3 separate regions of the Mus musculus genome follow, and regions 2 and 3 are each linked to region 1. Evidence: chromatin contacts called from public HiChIP or PLAC-seq data. All regions are on one chromosome and are shown on one strand. Each heading gives the region's core, a stretch centred on a gene start, on an enhancer-like site or on the middle of the called end of the contact. The rest is flanking DNA. Distances are from core to core; before and after follow the strand shown. Region 1 overlaps Arid5b (AT rich interactive domain 5B (MRF1-like)). Region 2 has its middle 56 kb from the start of Gm51769. Region 3 has its middle 47 kb from the start of Zfp365.

What was found. HiChIP or PLAC-seq counts read pairs in DNA pulled down with a chosen protein or histone mark.
Region 2: an HNF4G HiChIP or PLAC-seq map of pancreatic cancer cells shows a contact between it and region 1. The contact joins two enhancer-like sites. A contact is called at or near these places in 2 of 115 datasets of contacts at active chromatin or transcription factors (microglia and pancreatic cancer cells).
Region 3: an HNF4G HiChIP or PLAC-seq map of pancreatic cancer cells shows a contact between it and region 1. The contact joins two enhancer-like sites. A contact is called at or near these places in 2 of 115 datasets of contacts at active chromatin or transcription factors (microglia and pancreatic cancer cells).

What each region holds. Positions count from the first base shown.
Region 1 is chr10:68,247,418-68,252,192 of GRCm38.p6, forward strand. All of the region lies in intron 2 of Arid5b (AT rich interactive domain 5B (MRF1-like)), which reads right to left. Among named protein-coding and RNA genes, the nearest start is that of Arid5b, 29 kb to the right of the region's middle. Within about 2 kb of position 2,249, at least 207 of the 459 cell types and tissues checked have an H3K27ac peak or open chromatin away from gene starts, as enhancers often do. A contact at or near this core is called in pancreatic cancer cells, where this site is marked.
Region 2 is chr10:67,844,291-67,849,065 of GRCm38.p6, forward strand. No RefSeq gene overlaps it. Among named protein-coding and RNA genes, the nearest start is that of Gm51769, 56 kb to the left of the region's middle. Within about 2 kb of position 1,886, at least 64 of the 459 cell types and tissues checked have an H3K27ac peak or open chromatin away from gene starts, as enhancers often do. A contact at or near this core is called in pancreatic cancer cells, where this site is marked.
Region 3 is chr10:67,863,525-67,868,299 of GRCm38.p6, forward strand. No RefSeq gene overlaps it. Among named protein-coding and RNA genes, the nearest start is that of Zfp365, 47 kb to the right of the region's middle. Within about 2 kb of position 2,502, at least 26 of the 459 cell types and tissues checked have an H3K27ac peak or open chromatin away from gene starts, as enhancers often do. A contact at or near this core is called in pancreatic cancer cells, where this site is marked.

The sequences.
Region 1 (4,775 bases), core at 999-3,498:
AGAACAACAGGAAGATGTCTCTGAACTATTAGACAGAAAAGGAATTCACAACCGAATTTGGCTAATTTTGCTGTTAGATACAACTCTCTCTTCCCTACCTTCCCCACCACAGACACACACACACACACACACACACACACACACACACACACACACACACACACACACACTCCTCTATACATACACCACACACAATATACACACATCACACACCTTACACATGAACCACTCCACACACACAACCACACAGTACACACACACACACCCTAACCACTCCCCCGGCACTGTTCCAACTCAAACAAAAAGAGTTTTATTAAAATGATGTTTACACAGTAAGAAGGACTCAGTTTTGTTCTGTTGAATGTTTTAAGGTAAGAGGTAAATTTTGCTTTTCCTTGTCTGGTTCAGGACTGCTTCTGAGAAAAAGAAGGTTGTTAAAAAGAACAGTCACAAGAACTCTCTCAAGAATGGAACACAAGACTGGGTAACGGGATCCCCTCTCTTATCTTGATCAAATATGAACTTCTCGTAAAGGCAGACAAAGTGGAAATTGTGTTTTGTCCTCTTCTCAAGAAAATACCTGAAGACTTTATAAGCTGTGGGGCACATTTAAAAAAAAATGTCATTTGCAGGAGCTGATTTCACCCACAATCAACTCTACTATTTCATCAACTTCTTGAAATAGAAGACCTCTGCTCGTCCTGCATTTATAGCTATTACATGATGATTATGAAATGTCAGAATTAAAAAAAAATCCAGGCTGGGTATTGTTTCAAAGCATATGGGGACAGCTTCTGGGATGGAGGAGGGAGCATACCAGGGAAAGCATTTAGAATGTTCTGGAAAATAATTAAGTATCATGGTATATTAGTCTCCACATGAACACAAATGGAATTTGGCAACATTTTGACCAAATAAGGCTTCCTAGAATAGACAACTTTGGAGATGAGTGTTATTCTCAAATAGATCAAATGATTATTATCATTTCAATTACCAGTTGCTTCAGATCTTTTCCGAGAAACGACATGACTAGACCTGGCTGGAGTACAGCAGCCGCCGAACAAATAGTTTATTAACCAAGAGAAAAATACAATCCTTATGATGTCATTAATGAATAAACTTGTCTTTCAAGATTATCTCTCTAGATTCGCCCTGGACTCTCCCTTCACTCACTTAGACACACATACACACACACACACACACACACACACACACACACAGAGGCAGGGGCAGGAATTCACACAGACATATAAATCAAAAACCTGGCTTGGGGTTAATTGTGAACACAGCCTTCCTTGTGTTTTACTGTGGATTTAGAGAGAGGGCATCTCTTCACCATTGTTAAAAGTGAGGAAATCTGATAAGAGCTGGAAACAGCACACAACTCTCTGAAACAAAACGACCCACGTGTATGTGAAAAATGTGTCGGGAAGCCTTCCTCTGAGCACACAATGGCATCTGTCACATGTTCATACTTATTATTCTGAGTCAGGGCTGACTAACTTTCTCATAGTGCCCGTTCTTGGGCAAGTCTCTCTGTGTCTATGAAAAGAATTCCAATAAGCTCATGCCATGATTCCATGAGCTCTCAGCAAACTGAGAATTAGTGCTGAATAAATACTGAATAAATATCCCCGATTCACTCACAGACAACGCAGAAGGATCACAAAGAAATACACGTTGTTATTTTGTTAATGGACCCTGACTTTTCAATTAACCCAGAGTTTAATCAATAGCTATGTAGGACATGTTAAGACGCTCACTAGCTCCTTTTCCTCTTCACCATTGCTTTAAACTGTTTCCGTAATTAGGATTTGATTTCTACCACTGTACAAAAAAAAAAAAAAAAAAAAAACAAAAAAACAAAAAAAACAGTTCACTGGAGCACGAATTCTCTAAGTCAGAAAAGATAATCCAGGCCAGAAGTCACAAAGCAGCCAACCCCCAAGGCCCTTCCGCATGTGATAAAGGTTGGAAAATTTACACACAACACAAAAACCTAGACTTCAATCTTTTCTTATAAAACAAAACAAGGAAGGAGATGAAAAAAAAAAAAAAAAAAAAAGGAACAAGCAAGACCAAAACCAGCAACTGAAACCACCAGAAAGCAAACAGCACATGCTTTCTTTCTTTCTTTCAAGATGTGAAATCCCCTCTAGGCTAAGAGTTTCATCCAGGTCAGGTCCCTAGCCTGCTCGGTTGGGTGCTGACACCAGCTATTTCAGTGGACTCATCTTGATTTGATCCATCTCCTTTTGTGTACCCGACGAGGGCCCCGAAGGACAGTGACACACCCTAGTGCTGAGTCACTACCAGGCTCCGATGGCAATCTAGGATTCCTATGTAGGTGACTTTGCAGCCTGGGTGCCGGGGTTCAAATCCCAGGCCTGGACTTTGTTGCTATGAAACAGGAAGCAACTTCTCTAACCTTCTTGGGCTGCAACTATTTGACAGGTATTTTCTTTAAAAGGATTATGATATCAGCTGCAGGCTACAGTCATGGCTAGGATTCACTGGGTCGGCACAAAAGGTTTATCAGAGTTAGCCATGTGCTGCCTTTATGTTTTCTAGAGTGTGATACGCTGCGATGGATTTAGATGATTCTCAGAAAAACACAGACACACACACACACACACACAATCACACACACACACATCTGCAGGAGTGTATGTACCCACCTACAATGCATGTATCATTGGAAACAAGGGGTAAGGACATAAAGAATGTCAATGAGGCTCACTTATGTATTGATTAATGGCAAAGTCAAGGGATATGTGTGCATGTATATTATGTGTGTAGGCATATTATATATGTGTACACAACAGATACAATTAAGGAAAATGTATTACATATATCACATAATTCCTGGCTTAACTATTTTGTGGTTATTTGAATGACTGGAAACAGAGTTTATTTTTTCTAGTTGTATGAAATATAGAGAGTTGCTTCTTTAAATAAATTTAATTTTTAAAAAGGATCAATTTGAACCAAGTCATGGAGCAAAACCAGAGGACATGTGGACACAGGAAAAAAAAAAAAAAAACCCAAGACAGGAAGACAGGATAGTTAGAAGACGACTAAAATACAGCTCAGTCCATTGTAGCTGAGATTCTCAAAGGACAGTCCAGGAGTCCTTGGGAACGCCTGGATCACTCCAGGGGATACACAAGGCCCAATCAAAAATCAAAATTCATGAAGTTACTATTGGATTTTTTTTCACTCATCCTCCATCAAGAGCACAGAAGGGTTTTCCTGAGCCCTCAGCTCACGGCAGGCACCGCGTTGGAGTGAGGATGGAAGCAGGTACCAGATTTCACACTACGAAGCTAGACAGTAAAGAGATTTACAGAATCTATACGACTGTGTAGCCATTCTCATTAATCTATTAGTACTTGAGAATGTATTTCATCACCTATGACTTCCATGAAAATGTTACATGTTCACAAAGTTCTTCACCAACCCTTATAGCCACCGATACTGTTATTGCCAGACAAGAAATGTTCCTTTTAAAAACACGTCAAAAGGCCCTCATATTTCTTGGTCATGACCCCTCTCCCACCAACTTCCAGCAACCACTGATCTATCATCCTGTCTTAAAGTGTCACACACACATTGAATTCTGCTACAAGACCCCCTCTGGGATGGCTCTTCTCATACAGCACAGTGCCTTGGGAGCCGGCCATGTTGCTGCCTGAAGTCACAGCTTGAATCCCCCTCCAGAGAGCAGGTGCCCACTGGATAGACAGATACAAAGTTATACTCAACCAATCTCAGTCACATGGACTTCTAGGATGTTCCAGTTTGGGTAATTATAAACAGAATGGATACAATGCTGGGGTCTTTCTGCAAACACAGGTTCTCAGGTCTCTAAATACCTGGGTGAAGGATCGCAGCAACCACCCAATTGCTTTCTGGGATAGCTCTACCAATTTGCATCCTGACAGCCTTTCCTCATTCCTGCCATGGCTAGATACTGTCACTGCTAATTAACTGTGTGCATGGTGCTTTCTCGCCTCTCGTCAGTTTCCAGTTCCATTTCACCACATGACTAGCCAATCCAAAATATTAGTTTTCAGGTGTTAGGTTTTTTTAAAATTATTGTTAAATATTTAAATCTTACAGTCTTAAAATTTGGTTGAGCCTTGAACTTTGAGTGGTTTCGCAACTTCCGGACTCAAATCTTTTGTCAGATTTGTTGATTGACAATATACCCTCTCAGGGCGGGAAGACTGCTCAGTAGTTACAAGGAGTGCTTGCTGGTTTTCCATAGTACTGACTTTCGTTTCCAGCACTGACATTAGACACCTCACCAACACCTAGAGGTCTGGCTCTGAGCAACCTCATTGCTCTCCAGGCCTCTGGGGGTACCTGGTCACACATGTGCTAGCATTTGTACACAGGCATTCACATGGGCACACACACAAATATAGAATAAAGCAGATCTTTGGGGAAAAAGAAATAATGTCGTCTCGCTGTAACAGACCAAGAATTTCATTTAAGAATTCGTAGATTCACGTGTTTCTCACTGGCTCACTCGCTTTTCTCTTATGGGTTGTGAGTTGCTTTATTTTATTTTATTTTTGCCTCTGAATGTTTTGCCTAATCTCGGGTCTCAAAAAAAAAAAAAATCAGTGTCCTTGTCCAAACATTTTATCCTTTTTACATTCAGTAAAGAATTAACTTAATTCCGTATTAGGTGATGAGATTCCACACGACAATCACTGTCTTCCCCTGTGGGTACTACACTATTATTTTGTAATGAATGTTATATTTTA
Region 2 (4,775 bases), core at 636-3,135, 400 kb before region 1:
CCTCGGCCACAGAACCACCTTACCAGTCAAGTTTCCATTTAATGAGTAGTGGAGACATCCCTTTTGCTGGCTACTTCCCTAATGACAGACAATATTCATTAAGTACCTAACATGTTCTTCACAAAGCAGGTGTGATAGCCCATCATGATCTCCTTGAAGAACTGGAAACTTATGACTTTACCAATGTCCCATGAATAGAAAGTGACCCCGTGGAGCTGTGATCCCAAGAAAATAGGGTTTAGAATTCCTCCTGCTTTCAACCACAGTCTCTACAGCATGGACAATATCACTTCAATAAAGCATCAGGACACAGTGATGCTGACGCAATAAACACGTAAATTATTTTGATGTTTTCAGTGCTCTTGACATCAAAATAAGTACCTTTACATATGTCCCGATCCATTCCTCAGGGAGCGTTTTCTAGAGACAAACATATTTTTTGAAAGGGTAAGATGCAAGCACTACAGTTTTAGATATGCAACATCCAGTTATTCTAACAAACAGGCCAAGTAACTCCATATTGCATTTTCTCTCTTACTCTCATCAAGATTTTCATAGCTTAAAAAAAAAATCTATTAAGCTGGTGAGATGTTTCAACAGGCAAAGCTGCCTCTCACACAACCTGGATTCTGTCTCTGGAGCCCACATGGTGAGAGGAGAGAATCACCCCTTCAAATTGTCCTCTGACATCGACACATTTACCCCACCCTATACTCAAATAAATAAATAAGTCTTAAAAATTAAAGACTGCAATGTTGTTATCTGAGGGCAATTAATTCCCTTTGAAGTATCAGAGCTCATTCCCAACCTCCAGTAGTTTCCCTGATCCCTGGTCCAGAGCTGGATCTTTCACAGGGTCCCAATCAAACCTGCCCGTAGCCTATGCTTTAAAGGATCTCTGAAAGAATACTGTTTCCTCCTTCTATCCTGTGCTTTCTTTTTTAATATATATATACACATATGTGTATAGGTATATATGTATATATGTCTATGTACATATATATGTACATGTGTATATATGTCTGTGAATATATGTCTACATATAGGTATATGTATATATGTATGTGTAAATATACACATGATTAAATAGGTATATATAGGTATATGTGTGTATGCATGTATATATGTAATGTGTATATGTGTATATGTATGTATGTGTGTATACATGTAATATGTATATATGTATATGTGTATATGTATATATATGTATTTGTATATAGGTATGTGTATATATGTATATATGAATGCGTGTATATGTATATGTATACATATGTATATGTATATACATAATAACCTATATTATGTATAAATTCTTTGAGAATCTTAAATATATTTGCAATGTATTTTTATCATATGCATGCACCCTACTCTTCCCTCTATCGAACCCATTCTTCACCCTTCTACCTCTTCCCAACTTCATATCTTCCTTTCTTCTCTCTTTGTCTTCATATCTTCCTTTCTTCTCTCTTTGTCTGGATCTATGCTCTTCCTATATCACTGAATCTTTCTTAAACAGCTTTCAGGGAGCTGACTCAGTAACACAGACACACTCTTCCTGGCACACAAGGAGTATCTGGGCTAACCCCTGAGATAAACAGCGAACTGAGTTTCCGCTTTGGCAAAGCAGAAGCAACAATGGCTTTCTCCTGGCTGCTTGAGAGCACATAGTGGGGCTCCTATAAACAAACCTCGGGGCTAAGTGCCAGTACTACTTTGATTGTTCAGTATCTATCCTTAATCCAGAGTGAAGAAAGAAAGTGACTCATTCTGTCACCTACGACAGGACAGTCCTTCATTGTGGAACGTGGGCTGTTGGGAACGGCTTGAGTCCAGTTCTGAGAGGCTGAACTCCTCAGCTGGGTGCAGTGAGTTGTCTGTGCCAGTCTCCCCGGGCACAAGAGAAGTCCTTCGGGAGACAATGGTGGCCATTGTGGAGCTGGGGTGTGGTGAGAAGGGGAATGTGGGTAACGCCCACTGAATCTTTGCCAAAGACCTGCATGGCAAGCAAGGGCAGTTTTTCCTGGGATTCTTTTCTGATTAAGAAGTGGGAACGAAGCTAAAAGACTTGTTCCTCCCCAGGCAAGGAAGCCTCAAAGCTCTCCAGACAGGTGGCCAAGCCTCAGCGGGTTGTGGCGCATGGATGATGGGGCCTCTGCCCTCGTTTCCACTTTATTTTTTAACTGCTGTCGACCCTAGCCCTGGTCCTCCGCTGAACAAGTCCACCCATGAAGGAGTGAGCCAAGCTTCACCTCTCTGCCAAGCCATGAGGGGCTTTGAGGCCAAATTAAACAAGCTAATAATGAGTAGCTCAAATTGGGCAACTCATGCAAAGAGACAAGAACGGGCGGAGGCTGGAGGAGCAAAACAATGGCTTAAAGGGGTGACAAGAGTCAGACTCAGTGGCCTGATACCAGAGGAAAGGGAACCAGGTTAGGAAAGGTGGGAAAAGAGGTAACACAGTGCCTCACGTATTTGGGGTACTCATTGTTTACCCTGCCTCAGTCTGTTTGTAGCCAGTCTTTTCTGGGTACCCTTTGAACCACAGCTCAACTGGGTCAAGGGTGGAAGAAGCCTCTAAGTTGGTGATTCTCAACCTGTGGGTCGAGACCCCCAGGGCACATACTAAATATCTTGTATATCCAAAATTTACGTTATGACTCATAACAGTAGCAAAAATTACAGTTATAAAGTAGCAATTGAAATAATTTAAGTTGGGGGTGTCACTATAACATGAAGAAATGTATTAAAAGGGTGCAGCACTAGGAAGGTTGAGAACCTCTGCTCTAAGTGTATGGGCTGGGTCATGTGATGCTGTCCCCAGCTGGGAGATGCCAGGAAATCTGCATAGTGCATTATAGCCTTCAACCTTCTCTAGTGAATGGTTTGTTTCAGAAAAGATCCATGTGACACATGCAGTAAAATAAACTCTATGTCAGGGAACTGTGCATTTCCTTAGAAAGAAAAAAAATTCATTTATTTATTTCATTTCCCAAGAACAGTATCCAAGAACCTTTAACTTAGTCAGAAATTGTGACTAAGATCCATTTTTCCGTATCCTTCCCAGATCCATTTTTCCGTATTTTCTCTCATATGTGTGATGTTGCCTGTCATTAGGGTTCTCTGTGCTCATTTAGTTGGGCAACTTTGTTTCCGAGTTCATTTTCTTTCCTTCTGGCGGCTTCATTTAGAGTTGCAAAAGTCAGCAGAAAAATGGCAGTTCATAGCACAGCCCTCTAATCCAAGGTCAGTGCTACCCCACGAAGTTACCTGGCTCTGTATAAAATTAAAATGAAGGACCTTACAGTCAACAATTGTTAAGGATGCCCTAGAGCAGGAGGGAGTTAGGGAGCTATCAGAACATAGAGGCCTGCCTCATAACACAGGTTACAGGCCTATGCAACCAGCCTTGCTTCCCCAGACTTGATGAGCGGCTTGTGAATGCTATACTCACCAATCCATGTTTTCTCATCTTTAAATGGTGGACTATAATAGTACCTGTCTCACAGCACTGTATCAGGCTAACCAAAGTGGCAGCCTGCTTAGCATTGTGAATCTCAGGTCAGCCTGAGCTGTGTAGTGAGACCTAGTCTCAGGAGCAAAAGGCAAAGGAAAATGTTTCCAATGACAGTCTAGCGTGGACAGTGGATGACTTCTAAAGGGGAAAGAGTTAGATTTGTTTATTTAAGAATATGTTTCCTAGTAGGTTGAGTATGCTCTAATGGATGACCCCACATAACTAGCAGTTTATATATGGTACCACAGGTTAGAGTGGGTGGGTTATTTGAAAAGGAGAAGCACAAAGTTGGAGAGGTAGGGAGTATATGTGGGAGGAGTTAGGGTTGGGGTGATTATGATAAAATAAAATATTAACAAGTAGTGGGAAAAAAGGAGAAAAAGGAACAAGAAATTTGATGCAGTTTACTGAATATTTCCGCCCAAAACACCTCAAGCAACACAGTACAGCCTGGTGCTGTTCCACATGATCACGTGACTACGGGGAGCCGTGGCTGGCCGTGGCCAGCCGTGGCTGACCAGCACAAGGAAAGCATTGTACTGAATAAGGCTAGCCCAGGAAAAGACCAAAGTTAGAATGTCCAGTGAGTGCACATCGCCTTCACATCATGAAGTGGTAAAAGAAAAGAAGAGAAACCCACCTTGGTCCTCTGAGGGGCACTGTGATGCACGCGTCTAATTCCAGTTCTCTGGGGATGCGGCTGGAGAATCCAGAGATAGAGGCTGTCCAGGACTACATAATGAATTCTAGGGCAGCCTGAACCATAAAGCAAGACTGTTTTTGTGGTTTCTAAAAAGATCGATAAATGACAAACAAAAGCAAATGTCTTACTTTTATAGAAAATTTGGAAATCAAGAAGGAGACTTAAGTTAAAACTCGTATCATGAAGTAACCCAGTAATAAAAAAAAAATTAGAGTAAATTTTGAAACGAAAGAAGCAGTAACATAACCACATAGCTTTGTCAAATCTTAACATCTTTATGTGTTTAGAGGTTTATTGTAAAATGTAAAAATACATAGATGGCAGTTCCACAAAATAATAAGGTAAACACTGCTCTAACCACAGGTGGAACGAGAAACAGGGCTTGGGTACCCACACTGCAGATCCCTTGGACCCCTTCTGTCTACAGGCCCGCCCTCCCCTTAGATACAGCCACTATTCTGTTTTTTACAGAATTCACCAAGGAGGGATGTTCATATTAACCCAGGCAAAGAGAGACACAGAAACCAACCCTGAGCCATATAACAGGAAAATAACACA
Region 3 (4,775 bases), core at 1,252-3,751, 380 kb before region 1:
GTTTCATCCCTGAATCACCAGTAAGCCCATGGCTCTCAGACAATCATACCTAAGGTGCCTGTGAGGCCAAACAGACACTCCTCTTTGAGAGGATCATCACAAATGTAAAGTCATCAGAAAATACGTTGATTCTGAACATCAGGAAACCTGGACTCTGGGCTAAGAGCCTGGTTAAGTCCTCACCTGTTTGGAAACTCATTTTGCTGTGGGGGTGGGTGGGGGTGGGGTGTTGTTAAAGTCCTTCTCAATCTCCCCTGCAAGGATTCAGCGGTCCTTCAACACACCATGGCCCTCATCTCTCCATATTTCTCCCTTTAGATTAGAGAAGAATCAAAAACTCAAGTTAGGTTATGGGTGAAAGGTATGGACAGGGGGTTAGCCTGAGCTAAGATATAGTGTAGAAGGACATGGCCTTGGGTGCACCCCACCTGGGAGACTCAAGCTCTGTTGCTCTTCTTCTGCGTTGACACGACCTCTTAGAAAGAGGCAGGTCCATTCCCTCATTCTGGAGTTTAACCAGATTACGTGGTCAGAGCCAGGCTGTCTCCATAGTGGGCTAGTCCAGAGGAAGTCACTTAGATTCTCAGCACCGCCTTAGTGATTTGCATTCAGCTCACCTGGGTAAGGCTATGCGCTGTCCTAGTTTTAACACCACTCCTCGTGATGTTTTTGTTCAAGGACGTTTAGGAAACGCAGGTCCGTGTACACAGCCCTTTACTTTACCAAACGAAGCAACTGAAGCTTGGGTAGACATCTGGAACAGCTCTTCAAGCGCCTCCAGTTTTCATCGGGAAGCTTTCCTACCGCCAACATTCCTCTTTTTGTGATTTATTTCAGTGTGTGTGTACATGCATGTGTGTTTATAGGTAAGTAGGGATGTGCACTTGTACATGTGTGTGCCCCAAGGAGTCCAGGAGAGAAACTCAGATCCCCTTAGAGCTAAAGTTAGAGGCATCTGTGAGCTGCCCAACAGGAAAAAATGGAATTCAGATCCTGTGTAGGAACCAAACACTCCGAATTGCCAACTGTCTTAGTCAGGGTTTCTATTCCTGCACAAAACAGCATGACCAAGAGGCAAGCTGGGAAGGAAAGGGTTTATTCAGCTTACACTTTCACATCACCAAAGGAAGTCAGGACAGGAACTCAGACAGGACAGGAACTCGGAGGCAGGAGCTGATGCAGAGACCATGGAGGGATGTTACTTACTGGCTTGCTTCCCCTGGCTTGCTCAGCTTGCTTTCTTATAGAACCCAAAACTACAAGCCCAGGGATGGACCACCCACCATGGACCCTCCCACCCTTGATCACTTATTGAGAAAATGCCTTAGAACTGGATCTCATGGAGGCATTTCCTCAAGGGAGGCTCCTTTCTCTGTGATAACTCTAGCTTGTGTCAAGTTGACACAAAACTAGCCAGTACACCAACCATCTCTCTAGAACAGCTCCATCTGTTTTCCATCTTACAGAGAGAGAGAGAGAGAGAGAGAGAGAGAGAGAGAGAGAGAGAGAGAGAGAGAGAGAGAGAGAGAGAGGTCTATATTGAATACATAGAGCAAGGGGACTGGAAACTCCCTACTCAGTATTTCCAAGGAAGGTCTAGGCTGACTGTTCTCAACACCCCCTCTTTCTGAAGTATCCAGATTTCCACCCTCAGTGTATTTGAGGCTCACACTGAATTTTGAGTTTTAAAAAGGAAGCCTTGCTGGCAACATCTTGGGACACTCCTTGGTCCTCTGTTGGGGCTCCTGCAACTCACTTTGGCTCCCTGTCAGAACCACCCCCATCAGTTCTGGATGGGGAAAGAAGCTAGGCGAGATGCTCAGAGCAAATTCTTCACAGCAGCGACTGAAAGGCGTTACTCAAGTGCTGTCCTTCCTGAAGGCCATCTCTGTGCCAGAGCACTGTGGAGTTTCTCCTAAGAAGGACATCAGAGTTAGTGTGTGTATACTAAAGGCTTGATACTTTTTTCCTGAATTTTTATTAGGTATTTACTTCATTTACATTTCAAATGCTATCCCCAAAGTCCCCTACACCCACCCCCTGTTCCCCTACCCGCCCACTCCCAATTCTTGGCCTTGGTGTTTCCCCTGTACTGGGGCATATAAAGTTTGCAAGACCAAGGGGCCTCTCTTCCCAGTGATGGCCGACTAGGCCATCTTGTGCAACAAATGCAGCTAGAGACACGAGCTCTGGGGGTACTGGTTAGTTCATATTGTTGTTCCACCTATAGGGTTGCAGACCCCTTTAGCTCCTTGGGTAGTTTCTCTAGCTCCTCCATTAGGGGCCTGTGTTTCATCCAATAGCTGACTGTGAGCATCCACTTCTGTGTTTGCCAGGCACTGGCATAGCCTCATATGCAACAGCTATATCAGAGTCCTTTCAGCAAAATCTTGCTGGTGTATGCAATGGTGTCTGCTTTTGGTGGCTGATTATGGGATGGACCCCTGGGTGGGGCAGTCTTGAAGTCGATGAGACAGAACTATCCGGCCAGCCCCAGTTGTTAGGCAACTGACCCGAGAGCAGGTGAATCAGCCACTGTGATGGCCAAGTCAGTGAGTCACCCGCTGTCTGAAGGAATTCAACTTCCGAACCCAACTTCTGGGGCTTCCAAAAACCCCTTAGTCATTCTAATCACTCGCAAGCTCTGATGGAGTTATCTTGGACCCTTCTCTTTACCCCTTGGGTATTTGGAGGTTTGTGTGTGTTTTTATTTACTTTGATGTCATCGATGTTGACTTTGATTAAAGCTAGGTCTTCTGTAGCCCAGGCTAGCCTCAAACTCACTTTGTAAGCAAGAATGACCTTCAGTTTCTGATACGCCGCCCCACCTCTACCTCCCAAGGATTACAGTATGTGCCACCACACCATGTTTGTGTGGGACTGGAACCCAGGGACTTTGTGCATGGTAGAGAAGCATTCTATCAATGAAACCACCGACACAGTTCAACCTGTTTTATTCCTCTTTGGAGACGAACTTAGATCAAGCGTCTCCACAGAGCGGCTCATACTCCAGCGAAGTGTACTTCCTTTTGGCTTGATTCCCCTGCTAATCTGGGCCTTCAGAGGAGAAGCAGAGTGTGGAGAGGTTTTTCTGGATCACAGCCTTAGACTCGCTAAGCCTCGTAATGACTGGCGACCGAGTGCCAAATCTGGGCTTACTGTGAGAGTGCTTAAAGTCAATCTTAGGCTTTAACATGGGATGTGGTAGCGCTAGAGAGATGGCTCAGTGGTTGCGAGCATTTTCTGCTCTTCCAGAGGACCGAAATTTGGTTCCTACCTCTCTTGGGCAGTTCACAACTGTGTACAACTCCAGTTCCAGGTGATCTGACACCCTCTTCTGGCCTCTGCATAAACATTCACACACATATACAAAAATAGAAATAAAAAAGTAAATTTTTAAGGGGCTGTAGACACAGTTCGGTGGCTGAGGGGGTTACACTACTCCTCCAGAGGACCCTAGTTCAATTCATAGCACCCACATTTGGCTGTTCACAATCACCTGTAAGCTGGAGAAAGTCTGATACCCTCTTCTGACTTCCTAGGGTACTTCACACATATGGTACACAAACACTTGGGCACACACAGAGGATAAATGTCTAAGTAAATAATTAAAAAAATATTTTCAATATTCTGGAGACGGATGCTTTTTCCTATCATTTGAAGCAAGATTGCTTCCAATGAATCCTTTTGATCATATTAACTGATGTATTTGGGAGCCATCCTGACCCTTAACTGTCTCTGAATTGGCTCTTTCAAACTTTCCCACCTTTTCTCAGCAGACTAGCACTGGCCTCTCTCTTATGTTGGACATTCACAGTCTTGCAACACTGGATCAAATCGATGGAAAATATAGGCACAGTAATTACAGAGGTCCTGTAAGTCCCATTTAATGTTTTAAAATCCCTCCAGTGACCATTGATTAGTCCCATTTTTATATTCCAAAGTTTGTCCAGATTTGCTTTGTTCTCATCAATGAAAGATCATGGCGCTACACACATCATGTGTGTGTGTGTGTGTGTGTGAGCTTATGTATGTATAGGTGCTCAAGTGTAAAGGCCAAAGGTCAATTTGAAGTGTCAGTCCTCAGATATCATCCACCTTGGGTTTGTTGTTTGAGACAGGGAGTCTCATTGCCTGGATCTAACTGATGCAGTGATGCAGCTAGGCTTCTGGGCCAGAAGAGTGTCCAAGGCTAGACCAGTGAGTCAAGGGATGGTCCTATCTCCATCTCCCCAGTACTCGCCACCATGCTCAGCTTTTAAAGTGGGTTCTGGGGATTGAACTTGGGCCTTCCTGCTTGTGTGCAGCAGACATTGCACCAACTGAGTCCTCTGCAAGCCCACATATACGTGTTAACCTAGAAGTTTGTCCTAAAACACACTAGACCACCTGTGTGATTTGCACACAGCATAGATTTCCTATGATCTACACAGGCTACGTTAACTGCTACCATTGAAAAAAATAATGTGTAAATTTTAAAAATAACGTGTAAGTAGCAGGTATAAAGACATATAACAGATCATATGTTATATACCATGTAAGAGGTGTAAAGATGTGGATTACATCACTGTTTTTAAAAAGCAAAAAGATCTCTACTCGCTAATATAGAAAGATATTGAGGAAATATTGTAAAGAGAAATAAGAATTGTGTGTGTGTATGAGACTCCATGTGAGTTTGAAGTGGTTATATATATATATATATATATATATATATATATATATATATATATATATATATATATGTTTATATATCCTTGTTTGGGTAAAGAAGATCC